3 separate regions of the Sus scrofa genome follow, and regions 1 and 2 are each linked to region 3. Evidence: chromatin contacts called from public Hi-C and HiChIP or PLAC-seq data. All regions are on one chromosome and are shown on one strand. The core of a region is the stretch at or near the end of the contact, and the rest is flanking DNA. Distances in the headings are between cores, read along the strand shown. Region 1 holds the start of CCDC97 (coiled-coil domain-containing protein 97). Region 2 overlaps HNRNPUL1 (heterogeneous nuclear ribonucleoprotein U-like protein 1). Region 3 holds the start of LOC106510546 (cytochrome P450 2S1).

What was found. Hi-C and Micro-C count contacts between places; a contact is called where the count stands out from the background. HiChIP or PLAC-seq counts read pairs in DNA pulled down with a chosen protein or histone mark.
Region 1: a contact with region 3 is called in a Hi-C map of retroperitoneal adipose tissue, with 2.0 times the contacts expected there. The contact joins the promoter of CCDC97 here to the promoter of LOC106510546 in region 3. A contact is called at or near these places in 2 of 5 promoter capture datasets (fetal liver and liver), 33 of 47 Hi-C or Micro-C datasets (adipose tissue, alveolar macrophages, blood and 17 more) and 2 of 2 datasets of contacts at active chromatin or transcription factors (alveolar macrophages and skeletal muscle).
Region 2: a contact with region 3 is called in an H3K27ac HiChIP or PLAC-seq map of alveolar macrophages. The contact joins the enhancer-like site here to the promoter of LOC106510546 in region 3. A contact is called at or near these places in 1 of 47 Hi-C or Micro-C datasets (liver) and 1 of 2 datasets of contacts at active chromatin or transcription factors (alveolar macrophages).

Annotation. Positions count from the first base shown.
Region 1 is chr6:49,315,958-49,319,299 of Sscrofa11.1, forward strand. CCDC97 (coiled-coil domain-containing protein 97) reads left to right here and starts at 1,920. Exons shown (of 5, transcript XM_021094417.1): 1 at 1,920-2,872. The coding sequence starts at 2,827. HNRNPUL1 (heterogeneous nuclear ribonucleoprotein U-like protein 1) reads left to right here. Exons shown (of 17, transcript XM_021094416.1): 17 at 1-10.
Region 2 is chr6:49,299,034-49,302,018 of Sscrofa11.1, forward strand. HNRNPUL1 (heterogeneous nuclear ribonucleoprotein U-like protein 1) reads left to right here. Exons shown (of 17, transcript XM_021094416.1): 8 at 1,258-1,524. Among named protein-coding and RNA genes, the nearest start is that of CCDC97, 17 kb to the right of the region's middle. Within about 2 kb of position 1,413, at least 1 of the 83 cell types and tissues checked has an H3K27ac peak or open chromatin away from gene starts, as enhancers often do. A contact at or near this core is called in alveolar macrophages, where this site is marked.
Region 3 is chr6:49,220,039-49,223,439 of Sscrofa11.1, forward strand. LOC106510546 (cytochrome P450 2S1) reads left to right here and starts at 1,323. Exons shown (of 9, transcript XM_021094414.1): 1 at 1,323-1,918. The coding sequence starts at 1,742.

The DNA.
Region 1 (3,342 bases), core at 670-3,169, 97 kb after region 3:
CTAGCAGGAAGGAAGCAGGGTTTCAACCCTGAAGTGTTACTGCAGTTGGCCTTTAATTGGGGTGGGGACCTTTTCAAGGGGACATTATTTACTCATTCATTAAACACTTACTGTAGGATTTGTGTGCCTGGCCCCATTTTTGGTGCTGGGGGTGCCCCCTTAAACCTGGGGCCCTCAGTTTAAAATCCACTAATTCATTTAAAAATGGTTCTCTGGTGTCTGGCCTTTCCAGTCCATCCTTGCTGGAATTTGTGAGACAAAAGGATGGAACAGGTCCCTAGGCAGAGAGCGAGGTAGGACCAATACTTAGAAAGTGGGGCTGGACTAAGGGTCATCCCTCTGGTGTGAAGGGCGTGACTGCCCATCCACATTAGGCCTGGCCTAGGTGCTGGGCTTAGGATGCTTTCTGCTTGTGCTCCCTGGATTCAGGCTGGTGCGGATTCCAAGAACTTCTTTAGCCATTAAATGTTAGGTACTTGCTCTGTTCCTCACTTACTGTGGACAGTGCTGAGGACACAGCATGACCAAGGCCATCCTGGACCCTGCCCTGATGGGGCTCCCAATCCAAAGGCAAAAATGGGGTGTGGTATGGTGAGAGTGAGGGCTTCCTGAAGAAGGAAACATGTTACTACAATAGAAGTGAGCTGGGATAAAAGACTGATTGCATCCCCACAACCTATCCTTCCTCAGCAACTTGAGTCATTTCTTCATCTCCTATGGACATGCTGTGCTCCTGGCCCCTTGTGACGGACAGTGCTGGGGCATAGGAGTGTCCAGTTTAGCCCCATCTGTTCCCTGATAGGAACTGTCTCAGAGCTTTGTGAAGGGGACACAGCTTACAAAATAAGGGGAAGAAAGTTGACTAGTTTTGAGATCAGATGTGAGGCATCTGAACCTGAGATGGAGCCAAGGTTGGTGGCCAGTTGGGCTAAGTGGCTGGAGTGGCCTCCCTGCTCAGGGAAGGCCTCAAGTCTTCTATTCTGGGAAGTCCCTGGCTCTACAGATCCATGGGTTGGGCAACAGTGCCCTCTGCTGGCGGCCTGGCAACATGTCTAAATGTAGTCAGTCCTGGTGTATCCCAGATGGCTCCAGATCCCTCATCCCGGGGAATATAAAAGCGAAGTTACTCTGCTTTTGGCCAGTGTCTGGATTACTGTATCAGCTTCCTCACAGATCTCTATCAACCTCCAGTGCCTTTGCCCTGATAACCCCCTACCTGCTCCGCACAGGATAAAGGAGCTCAAACTAAATACAGCTTCAAGGCCCCACATGCCTGGCCCCTGTTGACCTCACTGCCTTTATCTCTTGCCAATCCCTTTTAGAATAAATGCCTTGGAAATTGAGGTTATAGGGGAGTGGCCAATCCTTTTAAAATCATAAATGCCTTGGAAATACATAGAGTCTTACATAAAGATTTACAGGAGTTCCCGTCGTGGTGCAGTGGTTAACGAATCCGACTAGGAACCATGAGGTTGCGGGTTCGGTCCCTGCCCTTGCTCAGTGGGTTAACGATCTGGCGTTGCCGTGAGCTGTGGTGTAGGTTGCAGACGCGGCTCGGATCCTGCGTTGCTGTGGCTCTGGCGTAGGCCAGTGGCTACAGCTCCAATTAGACCCCTAGCCTGGGAACCTCCATATGCCACAGGAGCGGCCCAAAAAATAGCAAAGGAAGAGACAAAAAAAAAAAAAAAAAGATTTACAAGGTTCTGGAGTTCCCATTGTGGCTCAGGAATTAATGAACCCGAGTAGTAGCCATGAGGATACAGGTTTGATCCCTGGCCTCTCACTCAGTGGGTTAAGGATCCAGCGTTGCCGTGAGCTGTGATTGTAGGTTGCAGATGCGGTTCGGATCTAGCATTGCTGTGGCTGTGGCATAGACCCACAGATACAGCTCAGGTTGGACCCCTAGCTTGGGGAACCTCTGTATGTCGCAGGTGTGGCCTTAAAAAAATTTTTTTACAAGGTTCTCAAGTCCTTGCAGCCTTACTATGGCCTCAAGTTAGAACAACCTTCCAATTCCCTGACTTTACTGAAGTCTTTGCAGCAACCAGGATTATCCAATCCTACCTGAGACCCTGTCTATCTCCCTCTTATCTGATTCCTGCTTATCCTTCAGGTCCTAGCTTGGGTGTCCTTTCATCCCAGAAAGGAACCTTCCCTGGCTTACCAGGCTAGGGTGGGCAGCTCCCTTAGCCCTGTGGGTCCACCGGAGCCCTGGCCACTCAGGGTCACTGGTAACACCGGACCCATTAACCTAGGGCAAATCAGGACTGAGATCTCCTCTCCACATCTAGGATTCTCCAGGTCCTAGAATATAAAAGTGGTAAATCCAATCTATGATCTCATTACCTATCTCATGCTAACCAGAGATTAGGTTTGATGACAGAATCAAGAGCCAGGGCTTAGTAAATATTCTTGGAAGTGGTGAAGAAATAAGACAATAGACTTGGGGTCTAAACATGAGCCCAGGCCCTGGAGAATGGTCATTCAAACCATCCCCAAATTAGGCATGCTGGTGTCGAGTCACAGCAATGCAGTTTGAACAATGTTTCCCTCCTGATATTCCAATTTCCTAGCAGTTCAGGTTAGGGGCAGAGGTTGCCCGGAAGGGCCTATCTGACCCTGGCGCCCTTTCCCTTCCCGACGGGAGGGCGGGGCGAGCACGCATGCGCATAGGAAGGTCCGCCCTCATCCCGGAACTTCGGTTCCTGGTGCTGCGGGGCCCCGGGCCCCGGGAGTGTGCTCAGCCGGAAGTGGCCTCCGGGAGTGTGCAACTGGGATTGGCGTACAGAGCTTATCACGGCGGTTAACGAGTCGTAGGAAATCAGGATGGAGGCCGTGGCAGCCGCGGCAGCGGCGATGGAACCCGGTGAAGGTGAGGTCCTGGCCACGCGTTGGCGGCGGGAGCATGGGACTGCGGTGTCACTAGGAAATGAGTCCCCATGAAGGCGAAGGGGGACACTTTATAAGGGGACACCTGTCTTTGGCCTTACCTGTCCCCCTCACCACTTTGTCCAGATTAACCCCTCTTGTCGCGGGCTGGCCTCCTTTAGCCTTTCGCCTCCTCCTAAATTAACCTCTTCCAAGTTACAGGCCAGCTCTTACCGTGTCCCAGGCTAATCCAGTTCCTAACCAGGCTAACTCTCAGGCTAGTTTAAACCTCCCCTAGTCCTGGACTAACTCTCCCCATTGTACCTGCCCACCCTGCTTCTCAAGGCACTTCCTTCCCTTGCTTCATCCTGTTTTTTCTATGCAGAATGCTTATCCAGACTAACGGCACCCCCATTTCATTCTAATTCCCCTTCCGCGAAAGTCCACAGTCCCACCTGCCTCTTCAGGGTCCTT
Region 2 (2,985 bases), core at 163-2,662, 79 kb after region 3:
CAAGGGACCATGTCTGCTCCCCACCATTTCAGCCCAGCACAGTGCGTGGCATCTCGGAGTGAGAGCACCATTGTGCACTCCCTGTGATCAGTTACCTGGTTAATCCTCAGAATAACTCTATATAAACAGTATAGAATCTTATCATGGCCCCTCTTTTTTGTTGTTTTTTGTTTTTTGCCTTTTTTCAGGGCTGCACCCACGGCACTTGGAGGTTCCCAGGCTAGGGGTTGAATGGAGCTATAGCTGCTGGCCTACACCACAGCCATAGCAACACGGAATCAGAGCCATGTCTGCAACCTACACCACAGCTCACGGCAATACCAGATCCTTAACCCACTGAGCGAGGCCAGGGATCAAACCCGTGTCCTCATGGATACTGGCTGGGTTCGTTAACTGCTGAGCCACGACGGGAACTCCAGCCCCACTTTTTTGATAAGGAAACTGAAGATGCAGTAAATGAGAGCTGAAGCAGTCCCCCTTCCAAAACAGGATCTTCACCAGTAAACTTGAGCTGCTCAGTAAGGACTCAGTAAATTGTTGAATTAATGAATATCATCTCTGCCAGGCTCTCCAACCATACCTGAAATTAATCCCCTGGCCCCAGCCCTTGGTTCCATATGCCTCGGCCAGGCTGACCCTGTGTTCCCTCACTGCTAGGTTTGTATACAGAGGATAATTCTCTTTAGGACTGACTCTTTCCTCCTACCCCAGACTTGGTTTATGGGTTCCTCTTCAAAGAATCTTGCTCCTGTGTAGGTGCTCTTACCGAATTAGGATAGTGTCCTTATTTGATTACCCACTGGGCCCTGAGCTCTGTCAGGCCCAGATCACTGTAGACATACGCGTCAGGAAGAGTAGGAACTCATGGAACACATGTTGAGCAAATAAATGAATGCATTTGTAGAGCTGGGCTTGACTTGAAAGGCCCTGCTGTGGCTTGCTTTCCATCTGTTATCTTGCTAGGGTTGAAGACGGGAAGGACCGCTTTTTGCTTCCTCTCCATCTCAGGCACAAGACTCAAATACTTGGAGCTTCATAAGAGTACACAATTCATGTCCACCAGCTTTGGGGCTTTGGGCTGCATGTTTTCTGAGCTGTTCCTGGTGCTGCCTGACCAGGTGTATCTGTATGTTGAGGGATGCATTTGAATATGGGGCGCCAGCTCTGTTTCCACTCCCTGCATCTGCTCTCTGACCTGTGGCTCCCAGTGCCTTAAACTGAGCATTCATATTCTCTTCCTTTGGCTTTTTTCCCTAGGACTTTGAATGTGGAAATGACGTGGAACTTTCCTTCACCAAAAATGGAAAGTGGATGGGCATTGCCTTCCGAATCCAGAAGGAAGCTTTAGGGGGCCAGGCCCTCTACCCTCATGTCCTGGTCAAGAATTGCGCAGTAGAGTTCAACTTCGGGCAGAGGGCGGAACCCTACTGTTCTGTTCTCCCAGGCTTCACTTTCATCCAGCACCTTCCCCTGAGCGAGCGAATCAGGGGCACCGTTGGACCAAAGAGCAAGGCAGAGTGTGAGGTGAGTGGGCCTGGGAGCCTGAACTGGTGGCCGCCTTTCCGGAGCCGTGTTGCTGCCAAGACAGAGGGGGAGACACTCAGCAGCCACATGTGATGAAAGTGGCACAGCCCGGCTGTGTGGGTAACCCTGGGTTCAGGGGGCCTCTTCTTCCCAGCTCCTTGTTGCTGCCTCAGAGTCGAGAGCTTCTGTGAGAGTGAAGTGAGGGTCGTGGGTATGTAGCTTAGGCCAAAGAGGGGTTTCTTAAGGTAAGAGACCTAAATCTCAGAAAGATTCCAGAAGGAAGTTGCCACACTGCTCCTTGGGTAAGGTCCGAGTCTTGGAAAGAGGGGCTTTCCTTTCAGTGGCAATAGTGGAAAGGCACTTCTGGTGAGCGAGTTCCTGGAGGAGGTATACAGCTCCACACTCCCCGCCAAAGCCATCTGCAAACCAAAATGGCTGCAGAAGCTTGTGCTGGTGGTCTTTGTTCTCAAATGTTTCTTCTGGTGTATAAGTAATTTTGTGTTTAGCCTACAAATCTTAGAAATATAAAGAAAATAAGTTTCTCCCGTAATTCTACCCACACAGATAAATTTCCTTTAAAGTTTTAGAGTTTATCCTTTTTTCTTTTTATTTCCGTGCTAGGTGCCTGTTACACACATTTATGATTGAGATCTTAATGGTATAAGCATTTTGATACCCTGGAGTTCCCATGGTGGCGCAGTGGTTAACGAAGCTGACTGGGAACCATATGGTTGCAGGATCGATCCCTGCCCTTGCTCAGTGGGATAACAATCCGGCGGTGCCATGAGCTGTGGTGTAGGTCACAGATGTGGCTCGGATCCTGCACTGCTGTGGCTCTGGTGTAGGCCAGCGGCTATAGCTGCGATTCAACCCCTAGCCTGGGAACCTCCATATGCCGCAGGAGCGGCCCAAGAAATGGCAAAAAGACAAAAAAAAAAAGAAGAAGTATTTTGATACCCTGCCCTTTCACTTAATGTTATTTTGTGAGCTTTATCCCAACACATGAACATCTCTTTTTTAAATTTTTATTTCTTTTTGGGCTGCCCTGTGGCACATGGAGTTCCCGGCCAGGAATCAGATCCAAGCCACGGCTGTGACCTAAGCCACAGCTGCGGCAACACCCAATCCTAAACCCACTGTGCTGGGCTGGGGATCGAACCTGACTATTTTCCTCTTGCTGAGCAGTTGGGTTGCAACTAGTGTTTGCCAGATTCTGAACATACTAATTAGATACAGTGCTTGTTCTGGTGCACATGGTCTGTCTGCATCTGAGACTCCAGGAAGGCTGTACCACTCTGTGTGTCTTTTCTGTGGGCGTTCAGAGGCCGCCGAATCCTCCCTGAGCAATACCGTGAATACTCAGGATAACAGCACTTGATTTTGTGCTCGCCTCATGCCAGGCCCTCTGCTGAGAGTCTGATAACCTTCATCTCTTTGAATTCCCATAGCAGCCCTGTGAGG
Region 3 (3,401 bases), core at 73-2,572:
AACCCACTGAGCAAGGGCAGGGACCGAACCTGCAACCTCATGATTCCTAGTCGGATTCGTTAACCACTGCGCCACGACGGGAACTCCCTATTTTATTTTTTTAATATTACTCAATGAATTTATTACATTTGTAGTTGTACAATGATCATCACAACCCAGTTTTATAGCATTTCCATCCCAAACCCTCAGTGTATCCCCCCCACCCCCTCAAACCTGTCTCCTTTGGAAAGCATAAGTTTTTCAAAGTCTGTGAGTCAGTATCTGTTCTGCAAAGTTCATTCTGTCCTTTTTTCAGATTCCACATGTCAGTGAAAGCATTTGATGTTGGTGTCTCATTGTCTGACTGACTTCACTTAGCATGATAATTTCTAAGTCCATCCATGTTGCTAAAAATGCCAGTATTTCGTTCCTTTTAATGGCTAATATTCCATCGTGTATATGTACCACATCTTCTTGATCCACTCCTCTGTCAGTGGACATTTAGGTTGTTTCCATGTCTTGGCTATTGCAAATAGTGCTGCAATGAACCTTGGAGTACATGTGTCTTTTCAAGTCATGGCTTTCTCTGGATAGATGCCCAGGAGTGAGATTGCTGGGTCAAATGGTAGTTCTATTTTTAGTTTTCTGAGGAATCTCCATACTGTTTTCCACAGTGGTTGCGCCATTTACATTCCCACCAACAGTGTCATAGGGCTCCTTTTTCTCCACACCCTCTCCAGCACTTATTGTTTGTAGACTTTTTGATGATGGCCATTCTGGCTGGTGTAAGGTGGTACCTCAAAGAGGTTTGATTTGCATTTCTCTAATCATGACTGATGTTGAACATCTTTTCATGTGTTTCTTGGCCATCTGTACGTCTTCTTTGGAGAATTGTCTGTTTAGATCTTCTGCCCTTTTTTTTGGTGGGGGTTGTTTGTTCTTTTGGTATGGAGCAGTAGGAGGTGTTTATAAATTTTAGAGATGAATCCCTTGGTCAATTCATTTGCAAATATTTTTTCCCATTCTGTGGGTTGTCTTCTTGTTTTGTTTAGGGTTTCCTTTGCTGTGCAGAAACTTTTAAGTTTAATTAAGTCCGATCTGTTAATTTTTGTTTTTACCGTCGTGACTCTAAGAGGTGGATCTGAGAAGATGTTGCTGTCATTTACATCAGAGAGTGTTTGGCCTATGTTTTCCTCTAAGCGTTTTATAGTATCTGGTCTTATATCTAGGTCTTTAAGCCATTCTGAGTTTATTTTCGTGCATGATGTGAGGGTGTGTCCCAGTTGCATTGATTTACATGTATCTGTCCACACGCACGTACCCACCCGACAAGCACTCACACGCGAACGCACACCCTGGTAGCAGTGAGCAGGGAGGCAGGAGCTGCGGAGAGCGAGAGGGGTCACAGCCAGGCACTGGGTGTGGCCTCCTGGAGGCGGCCAAGGTCTCCAGCTTCAGGTTCCTCCCTTCTGCCCACGCCCTACCTGCGGCCCAAAAAGCTGTCTCCGCCCCCTCCAACCTGGGTGACCGGGGAGACGACCGCTGGAGCGTGTGTCCCCGACACCAGGCGGCGGCGGCAGTCTGGGGGAAAGAAATCCGGCGGCAGGGAAAGAACCCTGCCCTTAGGCCAGAGGAAAGGCTAGCTGCCCCGCCTCCGTCCGCCAGATTTCGCTTCGCCGTGGAGGGAGCCGCCCGGCACCCGCCCCCAACTGGCCCAGCCTCGTGGAGCGTCTGGGAGCCGCGGAAGCAGCAACCTGCCGAGATGGAGGCGGCAGGCACCTGGGCGCTGCTGCTGGTGCTGGTGCTGCTGCTGCTGCTGGCGCTGGCGCTGCCTGGGATCCGGACCGGAGGCCACCTGCCCCCTGGGCCCGCGCCGCTGCCGCTGCTGGGGAACCTGCTGCAGCTCCGGCCCGGGGCTCTCTACTTGGGACTCATGCGGGTGAGGGGCCGCGCCGCCGCCCTGGCCAGGAAGGAGTGGGGGCGGGTGCCAGGACCAAGAGACCCAGGGGACCCCCAGGAGAGAAAGCAGGCAGAGAGGCCCTTGGGTATCCTGGAGGATGCAGGCAAAGGGTCCCAGGGCAGAGCAGCTGTGGATGCTCCGGGGCGGGGCAGGAGTAGGGGTCCAGGGCTGAGAGGAGGAGTGGGGGGAGTCTTGGGGAGAGAGGATCCTGGGGTGGGGGCTGGGGGCTAGGAGGGGCAGAATTTTGCCTACAGAACCCTGGAGAGAGTTTGAGAGCTAGGAAGCAGGATCCAGAGTGGCAGGGGTCCCGGGTTACAGAGACCAGCAGACTCCTGGCAAGGTTGGGCGTGGAGGGGCCGGGCACCAAAGCTGAGAAAGACAGTCCTCAAGCAGAAGAGAAACTGACGCTGTGATGTGGTGGCTTGTCCCAGCGAGAGAGGGAATACAGGGGAGCCATCCTGAGGAGGGGGGAGAGTGTGTTACCCCCCCCGGGGGGGGGGAGTTGGAGGCAGAGGCTGGAGTTCCAGGAATCTATCTGCAGAGACCTAGGGGGATGTGGGGGGTGGGGCGTGGAGCTGGGTGGAGCTCAGCTGGGAGGAAGCTGGAAGTTCCTGGGACAGAGAAAGGGAAGAACATGAAAGAAGGACCGAAGCCCAATCTTTTGGGATGGGTGGGTGGGAAGAGGCCAGAGATTCCCTGTTCAAAAAGAGTCTGGGGTCTTTCAGAATGTCTCAAGGAGGGTGGCAATCTTGGAAGAAATGGGACCGTGGCTAGGTGGTATCTGCTCCAGAATTTGAAGATTTAGCACGGATTGAAAGGGATGGCTTGGAGTTCCCATTGCGGCACAGTAGTTAACAAATCCGACTAGGAACCATGAGGTTGCGGGTTCGATCCCTGGCCTCGCTTAGCATGTCAAGGATCTGGCATTGCCGTGAGTGAGCTCTGGTGTAGGTCATAAACTTGGCTCGGATCACGTGTTGCTGTGGCTCTGGCATAGGCCAGTGGCTACAGCTCTGATTTGACCCCCTAGCCTGGGAACCTCCATATGCTGTGGGTGCGGCCCTAAAAAAACAAAAAGACAAAAAAAAAAAAAAGAAAGGAAAGGAAGGGGTGGCTTGGAGTTCCTGTTGTGGCTCAGCAGTAACAAACCTGACTAGTATCCATGAGGATGAGGGTTCAATCACTGGCCTCCCTCAGTGGGTTAAGGATCTGGCATTGCTGTGGTGTAGGCCAGCAGCTACAGATCTGATTCCACCCCTAGCCTGGGAACTTCATATGCTGCATGTGCAGCCCATAAAGGAAAAAAGTAGGGGTGGCTACTGGTTTTTTTGGGGGGAGGGGCGCTGAGGGATTTGGGGAGACCACAGCTGCTGATGGCCATTTTTGCTGCCATGTGTCTGAGTTGTCTCAGAATCAGGAGTTAGGGCTCTGCCAGGAGTTAGGGGAATGGGGACCAGAGTGA